Regions from separate parts of the Mus musculus genome. Here regions 1 and 2 are each linked to region 3. Evidence: chromatin contacts called from public HiChIP or PLAC-seq and promoter capture Hi-C data. All regions are on one chromosome and are shown on one strand. Each heading gives the region's core, a stretch centred on a gene start, on an enhancer-like site or on the middle of the called end of the contact. The rest is flanking DNA. Distances are from core to core; before and after follow the strand shown. Region 1 holds the start of Spryd7 (SPRY domain containing 7). Region 2 holds the start of Trim13 (tripartite motif-containing 13). Region 3 has its middle 2.6 kb from the start of Gm35419.

What was found. Promoter capture Hi-C pulls out the DNA fragments that hold promoters and counts their contacts. HiChIP or PLAC-seq counts read pairs in DNA pulled down with a chosen protein or histone mark.
Region 1: an H3K27ac HiChIP or PLAC-seq map of extraembryonic endoderm stem cells shows a contact between it and region 3, with 6 times the contacts expected there. The contact joins the promoter of Spryd7 here to the enhancer-like site in region 3. A contact is called at or near these places in 9 of 39 promoter capture datasets (the C10 cell line, HPC-7-derived erythroid cells, embryonic stem cells and 5 more), 1 of 484 Hi-C or Micro-C datasets (cortical neurons) and 4 of 115 datasets of contacts at active chromatin or transcription factors (astrocytes, bone marrow-derived macrophages, differentiating embryonic stem cells and 1 more).
Region 2: a promoter capture Hi-C map of neural stem cells shows a contact between it and region 3. The contact joins the promoter of Trim13 here to the enhancer-like site in region 3. A contact is called at or near these places in 5 of 39 promoter capture datasets (the 3T3-L1 cell line, embryonic stem cells, hippocampal neurons and 2 more), 1 of 484 Hi-C or Micro-C datasets (bone marrow-derived macrophages), 4 of 115 datasets of contacts at active chromatin or transcription factors (embryonic basal ganglia, embryonic stem cells, neural progenitor cells and 1 more) and 3 of 9 other capture datasets (adipose tissue, liver and macrophages).

Annotation. Positions count from the first base shown.
Region 1 is chr14:61,554,071-61,558,487 of GRCm38.p6, forward strand. It overlaps Spryd7 (SPRY domain containing 7), which reads right to left and starts at 2,816. Exons shown (of 5, transcript NM_025697.4): 1 at 2,451-2,816. The coding sequence starts at 2,556.
Region 2 is chr14:61,597,265-61,601,169 of GRCm38.p6, forward strand. Trim13 (tripartite motif-containing 13) reads left to right here and starts at 2,248. Exons shown (of 3, transcript NM_023233.3): 1 at 2,248-2,306; 2 at 2,530-2,631.
Region 3 is chr14:62,171,619-62,175,546 of GRCm38.p6, forward strand. No RefSeq gene overlaps it. Among named protein-coding and RNA genes, the nearest start is that of Gm35419, 2.6 kb to the left of the region's middle. Within about 2 kb of position 2,438, at least 44 of the 459 cell types and tissues checked have an H3K27ac peak or open chromatin away from gene starts, as enhancers often do. A contact at or near this core is called in extraembryonic endoderm stem cells and neural stem cells, where this site is marked.

The sequences.
Region 1 (4,417 bases), core at 1,566-4,065, 620 kb before region 3:
CACAGCCATAGAATGTGTGTTAATAAACATTAGAGATTTCCAAATGAATAGTGTCTTAGATTTCTATTGCTATGATAAAACACTATGACCAAAGCAATTCAGGGAAGGAAGGGTTTCTTTCACTTTCAGTTCTACATCACAATCTACACAGAAGGTAGATAGGTAGATCCTTAAGGCAGGAACCTAGAGGCAGAAACTGAAGCAGAGGCAGGCTATGGAGGAACTCTGCTTACTGGGCCCCTCCTCCTGCTTTGCTTAACCTGCTTTCTTACGCAACTTGGGACAACCTGCCATGAGCTGGGCCCATCCACAACAACCATTAGGCAAAAACAAACAAACAAACAAACAAAAAACCTCTACAAACTTACCAACAGACAACCTGGATGAGGCATTCTCTCAATTGAAGGCCTTCTTGCCTTTCAGGTACTCTAGCTTGCATCAAGTTGCCAAAAATAAATAAATAACAGTAACAAAACACAACCAGGATAGGTATATCCCTTTCAAAATAACTACCTTGAAAGTTACTTGTTCCTAAAAGACCAATTCACAATTATATGAATCAAAAGAAAAATATTTTTAAAACTTCAAAATGGTTTTAAGTAATGCAACATCATTGTTTAGATATGGAATGTGTATTTTTTTAAAAAAGAGAAAAAAAGGAAAGAAAGTGAGAAAACAAGTAGGGCATTGTGGTACACACCTGTAGACATGTGGAAGGCTGAGGTGGTGGTGGCTTGAGCCAGGAATTGAAGACAACCTGAGCAATATAGAGACTACTCTCCTTTAAAAACAAAACAGCAACCAAGAAACCAACAAAATAAATCAAAACGAAACTAGTATGAAACAAACAAAAAAGTCCAAATATATTCTTTTTTGGGGGAGCTGTCCTGGAACTCACTTTGTAGACCAGGCTAGCCTCGAACTTAGAAATCTGCCTGCCTCTGCCTCCCGAGTGCTGGGATTAAAGGCATACACCACCACGCCGGGCTCCAAATATATTCCTTAGGTTGTATAATTTTATGCTGAACACAAGCAGTATGTTTCCCATGTTTTCAAGTTAAGGCCAATCCGCATTTGAATCATTCTTCTAACTCAACACTTCTCTTCCTTTTTATTGTGATTCTCACATCAAGCTTGAAGGTAGTTTCAATTTATTGTAAAATAGGTTAAGAAAAAAGTTCCACGGAAGGGAAGAAATTGAGAGACCATATCCCGGTTCTTCACTCAGCACCTGAGGGTGCTGGATAGCACAGGAGAAAGGGAAACTGCAAAGATACAATGGGTCACTTAGTTCTTCCTAAAAGAAAAAGGCCAGGAATAAGGATTGTTCTACATAATAGACAGCACAGCATGGGCTCAAAAGTCACTACAGTCCTGCAGTCTTATCTCAGCCCTTAATACAGTATCTTATCACCTAAAAGTCATATTCATTGAGTGAATAAATTAAATAGAAATGTTTCCTGAGAGAAAGTACAAGATCTGAACATCCACTGTCTATAGTGATGGATAGGGGCTTAAAGGTATTTAGTACTGAAATTCTGTACTAGAGACTGTAAATTTGTGGTGGCACTGTACACCATAGTAAACGACGACTGCGTATAGTACTGCAATAGAAAATATAATGGGCAATGTTTCCAGACTTGTAGATTATCTGGGCAGAAAAGAGTTTTGTTGTAGATATTAAGAATGCTTGTGTTACTTAAATACAGTCTTTTAGACAATGAGGTATTTGGGGAAATCAAAAAATGCATTAGTTTATTGTAATAATACACAAAAAGACAGCACTCTAACTGAAATAATTATTCTGGGAAATCTGCCTGGATAATATTCCAGAAGCTTGGAAAGGGTCTAAGAACTGAAGTAATCCTATGTAGAAAAAGATGCTACAGGGGGGGGGGAATGTTGGATGAGAAATTATTATTAAATTAATTATAAAGCCATTGGGAACTGGAAAAAAATGGATGAGAAGGAGCACTGTTCTATTTTGCAATCGCTTGGCCCGATGGCGAGAGTCAGATAAAATTACAGCGTTCCCAACAGTGACTAAGGTGTCCAGCAATGGAGATTTTAGTGGAAGTGGCTTGTTACGACCTGAGGCTCTACTCCAGGCTTCTGCAACCGGCCCTGTTTGGGCTTCAGGAAGTGAGGGGAAAATTACTCCCCCAGAACAAGCTTCAGCCTATATTTGATAGTGCTGAAGACAGGACTCAGCAAACACTAGGTGACACTCGACACCCGGGCACTGATGGCGGGCGGGCGGGCGAGCGCCCCCGCTTCCTCACCTGGGAACACCTGACTCCTCTCTGAGAGATTCAGCCCTGGGAGGCTGGCACAGCCCATGCCCGATGACCGAGGCCAGAGAGGCCACAGGGGGCTGCGTGGTCACGTGGTCCCCGCCCCATTTCCCTCGGCCCTCGGTGGGCGGTTGGGTCCAGTCGGGAGGCCCTTACCCATGTGCTGCGTGTCCAACTGTACGGCCGGCATCTCCTTGAGAGGAATGTGGCCAGTCCCGCCGTCCCTGCAGCAGCGCAGGCAGCACCACGCCGACGCGGCCATGGCGTAGCTACACAGCCCCACCGCTCCGCCCGCGCCCGAGTGCTTCTGGGTCGCGGGAGCCTCGCAGCCCGCACAGCGACGCCAGGGCCGGGAGGCGAAGCGGAGACTGAGGCGAGGTCCCCCGGCGAAGGAGCGAGGACCGCCCGGAGGGGCGGGGCGGTGTCGGGAGGTGGGCGGGGCCAGCGGCCAGCCCAAGTCAAAGAGGGTGTGGCGGGTGGGCAGGGCGCTGTAGAGAGCCGAGCAGGGGCCCGGGCTTGACTGACTGAAAGAGGGCGGGGCCAGTGGCCTGACGCCTGGAAGAGGGCGGAGTTGGGGAAAAGGTCCGGGTTTCTGAAAGTGGGCGTGGCCAGTGGCCTGACTGACATGGGGTGGGCGTGGCGGCGTGCGCAGGCGTGCTGCGGCGTCCTCCCCTAGGCCCTGTGGCTGGCAGGTGAATGGTGGAGCTGAGAGTCGTCGGGATTCCCTGCGGCTGTGGTTGTTGCTGGTTTGACAGGGCCTTCTGTGCTGTTTATAGGGTCTGGAACTCCAGCCCTGACCGCCTCAGCCTCCGTAGTAGCTCCGTGCTGTGTCGGCGCGCTACTGGTAGCTGCCTGGGGCGGCTCCGCAGTGATTTTTAGGGATCGGCAGACCTCCTTTGGGCATGGAGCTAATAAAACGCCCGGGAGTTTTCCGTCGGAACTCTCCGGCTCTCCGCATCCTGCCACGCAGACTCCGAGGACCCGGTCTTTGGGTGTGCGGCGAGGCTCTTCGCATTTTCCATGCACCGGCGTTTATCATTGGGTTGATTGCTGCGTGGACCCAGGACTTGCAAGCAGTCACCCTTATGAGGGGACTACGGGAAGGGGTCGGGACAGGGCCGAAAGACGACTTTTTAAAAAGTCATTATTGTATATTCGTGCTCAGGACGTGCGTTCAGGCGCTCTCGTGCCACGGCAAGGTCTGAAGACAACTCTCAGAAATAGGTTTTCTTCCCCCTACCTTGGAGATCCGGGAATCGAACTCAGGTCTTCAGGCTTGCTTTCCGATCAGACAGTCTTACTCAGCTTTCTGGTGCACCAATGGTTCCTAGAAATGTGAAGGGAATGCCCTGAGAGAGGGTGAAGAGAAACTCAGCTCTTACGGGGGTCTGCTGCTTCCTATTACCATATCGAAGGAAGGCCCCAGTGGGGGTCACTTGTTATCTGTCTGTCGTTATCCCTCACACCCCATGGTGTCCCAACAGAATCTGGCTCAAACCTCTCTTCCAAGATAAGATTCCCACCCTGGAAGTTTTCTGGGTCTTCATCAAATCCTGGAAAACTGAACAAAAATTCCCAATTCTTTAGTAATGGTTTCCCATACATAACCTTTTAGTCACCTGAGTGTAAATATACTTTATTGAGATTTTTAGCCATAGGATGAGGGAAAAATTTCAGACTTTGGTTTCTTCTATTTATAAAAATATTTTTAGGGCTGGAGAGATGGCTCAGCAGTTAAGAGCACTGGCTATTCTTCCAGAGGTCCTGGGTTCAATGCCCAGCAACCACATGGCAGCTCACAACAACTGTCTGCAACTCCAGTTCCAGGGGATCTGACATCCTCAAACACCAATGCACATAAAATATAAACAAATACATAAATAAATATTATGATACTAAGGGAGATATCCAAGGCTTTTTTTTACTTTGAGACTTAGTTATTACAGAATTAATACCCAAAGTAATTGCTAAAATAATTTCAGACTATCCCCTCTCCCTCACTGCCTCTATATCTATTGAAGTACTCTTGATAATCCTCTCTTTCTCTCTCTCTCACTCTCTCTCTCTCTCACACACACACACACCACACGATAGACTTTTTGCAACATTTCAAGCTCAATACT
Region 2 (3,905 bases), core at 998-3,497, 570 kb before region 3:
CTGATTGAGCCACACCCCAAGCCTCCTCATTCAGTCATTTTTTTTTTTTTTCCTTTGAGACAGGGTTTCTCTGTATAGCCCTGGCTGTCCTGGAACTCACTTTGTAGACCAGGCTGGCCTTGAACTCAGAAATCCACCTGCCTCTGCCTCCCAAATGCTGGGATTAAAGGCTAGCGCCACCTCTGCCCAGCTTGGTTTTTGTTTTGAGACAGGATTTCTCTGGGTAGCTTTGGCTGTCTTGGAGCATACTATGTAGAATAGGCTGGCTTCATCCCCCAAACTCTGGGATTAAGGCCTGTGCCACTGTGCCCAGTTGCCAGCATATTATGCCTGAAGTTTTGTGTGGGCCTGGGACAAAGCTTTCATTTGCACTGACATTTTTGGTGCTGTAGGAAAGAACCTGTTTGTTACAAGATATTTGATTACTGTACATAGAAAACCTAACTGTAGGCTGGGCATGGTGGTGATGCCTTTAATCCCAGCACTTGGGAGGCAGAGGCAGGCAGATTTCTGAGTTCAAGGCCACCCTGGTCTACAGAGTGAGTTCCAGGACAGCCAGGGTTACACAGAGAAACCCTGTCTCAAAAAAACAAAAAACAAAACAAAACAAACAAACAAACAAAAAACCCTAACTGTTAGCAAACCATCAAAGACTAGGTAGATATTGTGTTATCAGCTGCAGTTAGGTGTGTCCTAACAAGAAGCAGCTTGGCTGTGCCTCAGAAAACCTTAGGTAAGAATGCTGAGGCAAATTGCTTGGGAGAAGTCTTGTGGTCTTTTCTCTGACCTGAGGCTATGTCGGTTGGGTGGCCCTGAGCCACTGTAAAGGTGAAGTGGTTTGGCTCCTACTGACTTGTCTTGGAGCCCTCCCCCCTCCCCCCATCTTGGTGGTGAAGTGGTTCAGCCTGCCAAGGGTGTGGGGGAGGAGCTAGAGGCTTCTTTTTATAGCCATTGGATGGAGGCCCCCACTCCTTTGTTTTTTGGCCTTTATGGAAGGAGCTTCAGTTAAGAGATAGAGATCATCCTTTGCGTTTGGGCTAACAGTGGAGTACAGGCAGGACTCGGGCAAAACGGAAATCTAGGTAAGAGCGCTAAGGGGCCCTGCTGGGTTTGGAGGAACTCAAGAGAAAGGTGGATTAGCTCCGTAGAATGACACAAGTTTCTAAAGAGCTGGAAGTTTAGTTGTAGGATCAGGCTTATAAATAATATATATTTTGTATATAGTTTAGAAAATGAAGCTACCTCCCCGATCTAGCAGGTTTTTACCCCAGTTTACGCTTCACGTGTCAAGTGGTATACATAAACGGTTACACGTGCCGTTGGAATTTGAGGAAACCCTCCACAGCTTCGTCTTGGTTTTCCACCTTGTAGAAAACCTGTTCATTTAGAGGATAAGGCTCTTGGTTCCACTGTAACGTTCTCGTGAGGACTAAGTTAGAAATGACAGGGATTGGTCTTAGGAATGGTGTAGCCGGGACCACAGGCAATGGGCGGAAGGGGGCAAGAGGGGCTTTTCCATGACTTGGAACCGCGCTTTCCCCAAATTTGCTCTCCTAAAGGCCCAGGCCTTCCCAAGCGGGAGTAGACGTGCTCCTCCAGCACACATCACCCTGCATTTACCGGCTTTCAAGTTTGGATAGGAACCATCTTTTTCATCCTCTGTAACCACGGTCTCCGCATAGGAGGTGGAAATCAGGGCGAGATATTTTATTTTATTTTATCTTATTTTATTTTGGTTTTTCTTTATTTTTTATTTTATTTTTATTGATTGATTGATTGATTGAGATATTTTAAAACCAGTTAAAAGTTCCTGCCTCTGAGGGGAACCGTAGTAGTGCCTTTCTTTTCTTTTCTTTTCTTTTCTTTTCTTTTCTTTTTTTTTTTTCGAGACAGGGTTTCTCTGTATAGCCCTGGCTGTCCTGGAACTCACTTTGTAGACCAGGCTGGCCTCGAACTCAGAAATCCGCCTGCCTCTGACTCCCGAGTGCTGGGAAGTAGTGCCTTTCTATAAAGTTGGGTCAATGGTTTTCTACCCAGAGATCGCCGAGCCCGCTGGGTCCTGAAAAGTAGGCAAAGTGGTGTGAAGGGTTGGGCTGTGTTTTTGTTTTTGTTGTTCTTGAAAAATGCAAGTAACAACAACAACAAAAATACAGCAATCCAAACTCGGCGCGTGGGCGTCACCAGAGCACTTATCCAGAGGCTGGGCGACCTAGGTGGTGCGCAGGCGCGGGACAGCGGGAAGCAGAGGGCGTGGTCGCCGTGTCCATTTTGCACCGGCGCAGCCCGGCCCCAGTTGGCTGGTGGAGGTGAGCAGTGTGCTCCGAGTAGGGACCGGGGGCCGGGAGTCGCTGGCCCCGCTGCCGCGGCCGGGGGACACCTGCGTGGGCGGTGACGGGCGGCACGGCCTGGCGGCAGCGGTGCTACTGTCGCGGTCGGGAAGGTCAGCGCGCCGCTGGGGAGGCCCCCTGGCTAGGAGGGGGCCAAGAATGCAGATCTGTGCCTGTGACACTCTTTCTCCTTTCTCTACAGTGTTCTCCAGTTTTACCGTCAAAACGTGAGGGAAAACGAACTGGCTCTCTCCACAGAAAATATAGTAAGCTTGCCAAAAGCATATACTTGCCTGGAACAAAGGTAAACCGTATTATTTTTCTTTATGTTCTGGTATTTATGAAGGGGAAAAATACCCGATTTTATTAGTCCTAGGACCATTCCAGATGGAAATAAAAAGAATAAGTATATCTTCACCACCTCCTTTAATAATAGGGCCTTTGTTCTTTTCATATTTCAAAACTCATGGATTCAAAAATCCATGCTTGCCATTCATTTTTTTGGTAATTACTATATATAATTTAAAAAAAGTATGCTCTAAAGGAAACAAATCCAGCAACATTTCTTCTGTGTGGTTTGTCTTAGTTGTCCAGCTACTGGGGCTGTAGAGCAGGGCTTTAGATTCCTGCAGCTTTCTAGACATTTGTATGAGGAGTGCTTTTAAAACAGAATGTCAATATATAGGCATTCTTTGTGCTAGGACTCAATGGGGCTATTAATCAATTATGCCCCCCCCCCCTTTTTTTTTGCTTTAAATTACACCTTGGAGTATGCTATCACAGTCTACCCGGGAACTACACCTCTGCCCTATTTAATGCTAAGCATCAGTTTCACACAGCCTAATATCACCTGAAAACAATCTGAACTGAGTAATTGTTTTTCAGATTGGTCTGTGGATATGTCTTCATTTACACTGGGCACACTGTGGGCAGCTCTATCTTTAGGCTGATGAACCAGCTAAGCAGGAGCCCATTATGGACAGGCAGCCATCCACATTCTTGATGGTGTCTGCTGGTTGGGAGTGGGTTCCATGGTGGAAGGCATTGTTGTGGGGAATAGAGAGCAGTTTGTTTTGCCTTGAGTTCCTGCTCTGACTTACCTCAGTGATGGACTGATTGTAACCTGCAAGTGTCAGTTGATTTTGGTCAGTGTTTTGCACTGAAAGTAACAGGTCCAGGCCCAGAAGACCCATGTCTTCAGCCTTCCTTCCCAACTGTTCTTTCCATCCATGTATTTTCTGGTAGGTCTGGAAGTTGCTCACTCTGGGCAAGCGCTTTCAGTGAGCTGCAACCTCAGCCCTGCTCTGTGAAAGGGTCTCTGACCCACCGCAGTTCATGCTTCTGTGTTTCTGGTACCCTAGTTGTATTTATTTTCAAGTAATATGAAGATAGTATTGTAAAGATCCTCATTTTGTAAAAGATAAAACATATTTGTGAAAACTATAAGAGATTTTTAGAAATCTATGGAGTAAACTTTGTTTTGGGAATCTATCCCAGTGCCTTTAGCATGCTAAGTATACCTCTGCCATTAGCATATTCTCGGCTCCTAACATAGGAAAATCATCTTTTTTCCCCCTT
Region 3 (3,928 bases), core at 1,188-3,687:
ATGAAAAGTGTTTGCAGAATGCTTCTTTCCCTGGGCTCAAAAAGTAAGAGTCCCGCTGAGAAGCGCAAGTGACTCTCAAGCCTGTCTGGGGATGAAAGAAGCAGCCATGTTTGAGGGCAACTCAGCAGCACTGAGGCTGTTAGAGCCCAGTGGGAGGAGCTTTTCCCGAATCTCAGCCTTGCCACAAACTCTTTGTAGGACTGTGGGCAAATGGCCAACACCAATATACTCTGGACCCCAATTACTTAAAACTTCAGGGGCTCCCACTTTCAGCATGACTACTACAGGCTCTCTAGTCTGCCTTTGTTCTGACCGCACAGAGGGGGCTGGTCTTGCCCTCCAATGGACCTGCGGAGCAGACCTTCACTTCTGTAACACTCGGCCCTGGATTCTGGTGCCCCTACTTTAGATCTCACAATATTTGACAGCTAAAATTTTCCTGGTGGGTGGGTCTGCTTCCCTGTGGGATCTCTTACTGAAATCGGAGTCCATTTCCTATCTCTTTAACTTGTCTGGTCAGCATCCACTCCCACGCTAGGATTGTCCTAGGCTCTTGACACTGAAAAAAAAGTAAAAACCACAAGAGTAAACCCAGCGTTTGATGGATGCTCTCTGCCGAGGCTGGGCAGAAATCTGGATTTCTTTACTCAAAGATCTGTCCTCCTTTGTATATGGCCTTTGCTTTCTCTCAAGTTTAAGAGTGAAAAGTGGTATTAAGTGAGATGATAGATAGTACCAGGGATGTGAGCTCATTCTCATGACATCCTTTTTTGCTCCCCTTGTTCCGTTCCTTAATTTTTAATAATGGTGCTGTGAGCATGCTACTCTTCCTTGTCCTTCAAGGAACCCTGCCTCTGGTGGCTTTGCAGAGAAGTCTCAGCCCAGCAGAGGAGAAAGATGAGTAAGGGGACTAAGAACATTTCTCAGAAGTTCTGACCACTGTGCAGCGTACAATTCTCGGATGAAGGTTGAGATGTTTGCTGTCTGATCCTGAAATCCCAGCTGCTGTTCCACAGCAGACAGAGAGCCTTGTGCATCTAAGTTAGGCATGAGGTAACCAAAGGCTGGAACTATTGTCTCTGCGTACTTCAGCCTAACTTGCTTCAGAATAGAGATTAGAGTCCAAGAGTCAAAATGATCACACAGAACAGGGAACTGTTTTCAAGACACAGGGGAGTATGCCGGGGGCGGGGGCGGGGGCGGGGGGGGCGTGGCACAGGGCAACTAAAGGGATAGAAAGAGGCACAGGAAGAAAAAAGGCCACTTTAGGATCAGCAAGAGAAAGACCTCCAGCCATTGCTGGCCATAGGGATCTGGCTGAAAATAAAACTAGGTGGAAATTGAAACATGTGTACAGCCCAAGTCAGACTTATGAGAGAATGCACTATCTGTGTTTAAGGGCCTTGGAAAATGACTTAGGGGCCTTGGAGAAGTGACTCGGGGCATTTGAGTTTTGTGAAGCTGGAACTCTGCAGATCCTGACTGGACTCCCAGTCAGTGGGAGAAGAATTCAAGGAGAGGGTGCATCCCAGCAGTCTGACAGACAGAGAACTGTAAGGGACACGACACCACACTGTGAGGTCAAACACCAGAGAGCTCTGAGCAGTGCTGCCTGCTGCCTGCTGGCTACTGTCTGAAGGGCTGCATCTCTGGCCTCACTGGGGCTTGTGTATTTGAGGATAAGGCTCCCTTTCCTGCCATCTTTTAAGTTGTGTATTATAGAGACTATAAACTATGCACAAAAATAAACACACTAATCTAATAGACCCCTTTGTACCTATCAACTATTTTCAACAACTATAAATCCACAGTCTTTCTTACAGGCATTACATAATTTCATCTAAAATAGTCCATGCTGCATTTCTAAAGCATAAATACTGTTTGGGCTAGAGAGATGGCTCAGCCCTTAAGAGCACACACTGCTCTTACAGAGAACCCAAGGGCAGTTTCAAGCACACACATCAAGCAACTCACTATAGCCTGTGACTCCAGCTCCCAGGATCCAAAGTCTCCAAGAGCACCTGTACACACATGTATGTTGTGTATACCCAAACATACCCAAACATAGAACTAAAAATAAACTGAATATCAAAACAAGCCTTTAACCAGACTTCTTTTCTATTGCCTGTAGTGCTGGCAAGCATCAAGTAAGTGCTCAACTTTGCAACCCTTTCCATCGGAGGACTGTGGTTTCTGTAGAACTCTACCCTCCCCCCCCCCCATCCCACATAGAGAGAAAACTGAAGCAGGTTCCCCAGGAAAGATGCAGTCCACACCCTCGCCGTCGAGTTTTTCTCTGTAGTGATGCAGCATACATATGGGAAACAGAAAGGGTGGCACCTAGAGGAGGCAAGCACATTGGCAATATACAGAGAAAGTAACCAACAAACCCCGAATTCTGCATGATGCCCAGAGGAGCTGGGCCTGGTGCCAGGAGCTGAGACATGCTTCCATTGTCACTGGCAGATGACAGATTTAGAAACAGACAGGGGATCCTCTTATCAAGAGGAACGCTGTCAGCTGAGGTCATTCGCATTTCAAAAGTACAATCAACCCAACGTGAGCTGGGGGTATTAAACATGATTTTTCTCACCTTGAATGACCCCTTCTCCCTACATTAAGCTGCCTATTTAGATCATTTAAACCGTGCGGCAGCAAATTGAAAACATGGGCTTTCTGGGCTGTGTATTTTCTTTCTCGTGTTGGAACATTTCCCTTGAGAACCCCAGGTCTCATGATCATGGCAAAGAAAGTCCCACATGACTTTCTGATTAAGCGCTTCGTGATGTGCACGTACAAGCTGATGAATCGATTTTTTCTTTCTTTCTTTCTTTCTTTCTTGGCTAAAGTGCAGCATCTGCTTCGAAGAAACACATTGCGCTGCCACTTCTCTGTCAGCTGCTTGATCTGTTTGTCAACAAAACCGAGTGCAAAGGGATTGTACTTCTACAAAAGTAATCTCATCTCAAAGCAGCTTGTCCAAAGATTCTACAAGGCATCACAATGACCCCAGATGACATTATCTATCTGCCTGATTGCTAGATGTGGCTCTCTGCAGTCACAAGTCACTAAAGGACTCAAATATGCATTTTCCCTACTGCTCTGAACTAATGCTTCCTGCTGTGAGGGTTGGGATAGCGTCACATGCCAGCTTTTAGATATTTGTATTCACTGACTGATTTAAAATACAGACCGAATACCAAAACCAGTCACTATTTACTTTAATATCAGTAATCCTGACTTGATCAAAAAATATTCACAAGAATTTCTCCCCCCCCCCCCGCCAGTTTGTGTATGTTTTTGCCATTCCTTTGAATTAATGCATTACATCAAAGTGTCTAGCTTTTTTTTAAAGAAGCTTTGTTATAATTTCCTTTGACCTCTTTTATGTGCATCCAAGAAAAGGCCCAGAGCAGCAGCTTTCTCTGTTCTGGCCCCAGGGAAAGCCTTGGGGCTCCTTGGAGGCTCTGCCGTTCCCACCACAGATTCCCAAGAGAGAGAGAAAGGCTACAGCTTCCCCTACAGATTCCCAGCCATCCACCTTCCCCACTGGTAAGCCAAGTATCTCAGACAAAATTAGATAATGGAGCCGACCTTACTGTTCCACTGCCAAACCTCCTTGACTTTCTGATGAAAATATGGAACAGATAACCCTGTGGGTGGATGATTCTCAGTTCAGAAAAGAACACCAAACATATTTTAAGAAGAGGTCATTTGGCCAATAAAAGGGGGGAGTGGATATTCACTGACGATAATTTTGTCTAATTAAACTCCCTTCCCCCCCCCACCCCACCCCCAGGAGGCAGAGGATGAAAAACAAGACTTCTGGACCAGACATTACAGAGACAAGAAAGGCCATTTGTCTCCCGAATCATGTGAAGGGAGACCGTTGGCCTTTGAAGCCACTGAGCAGTAGCAAACTATGAAG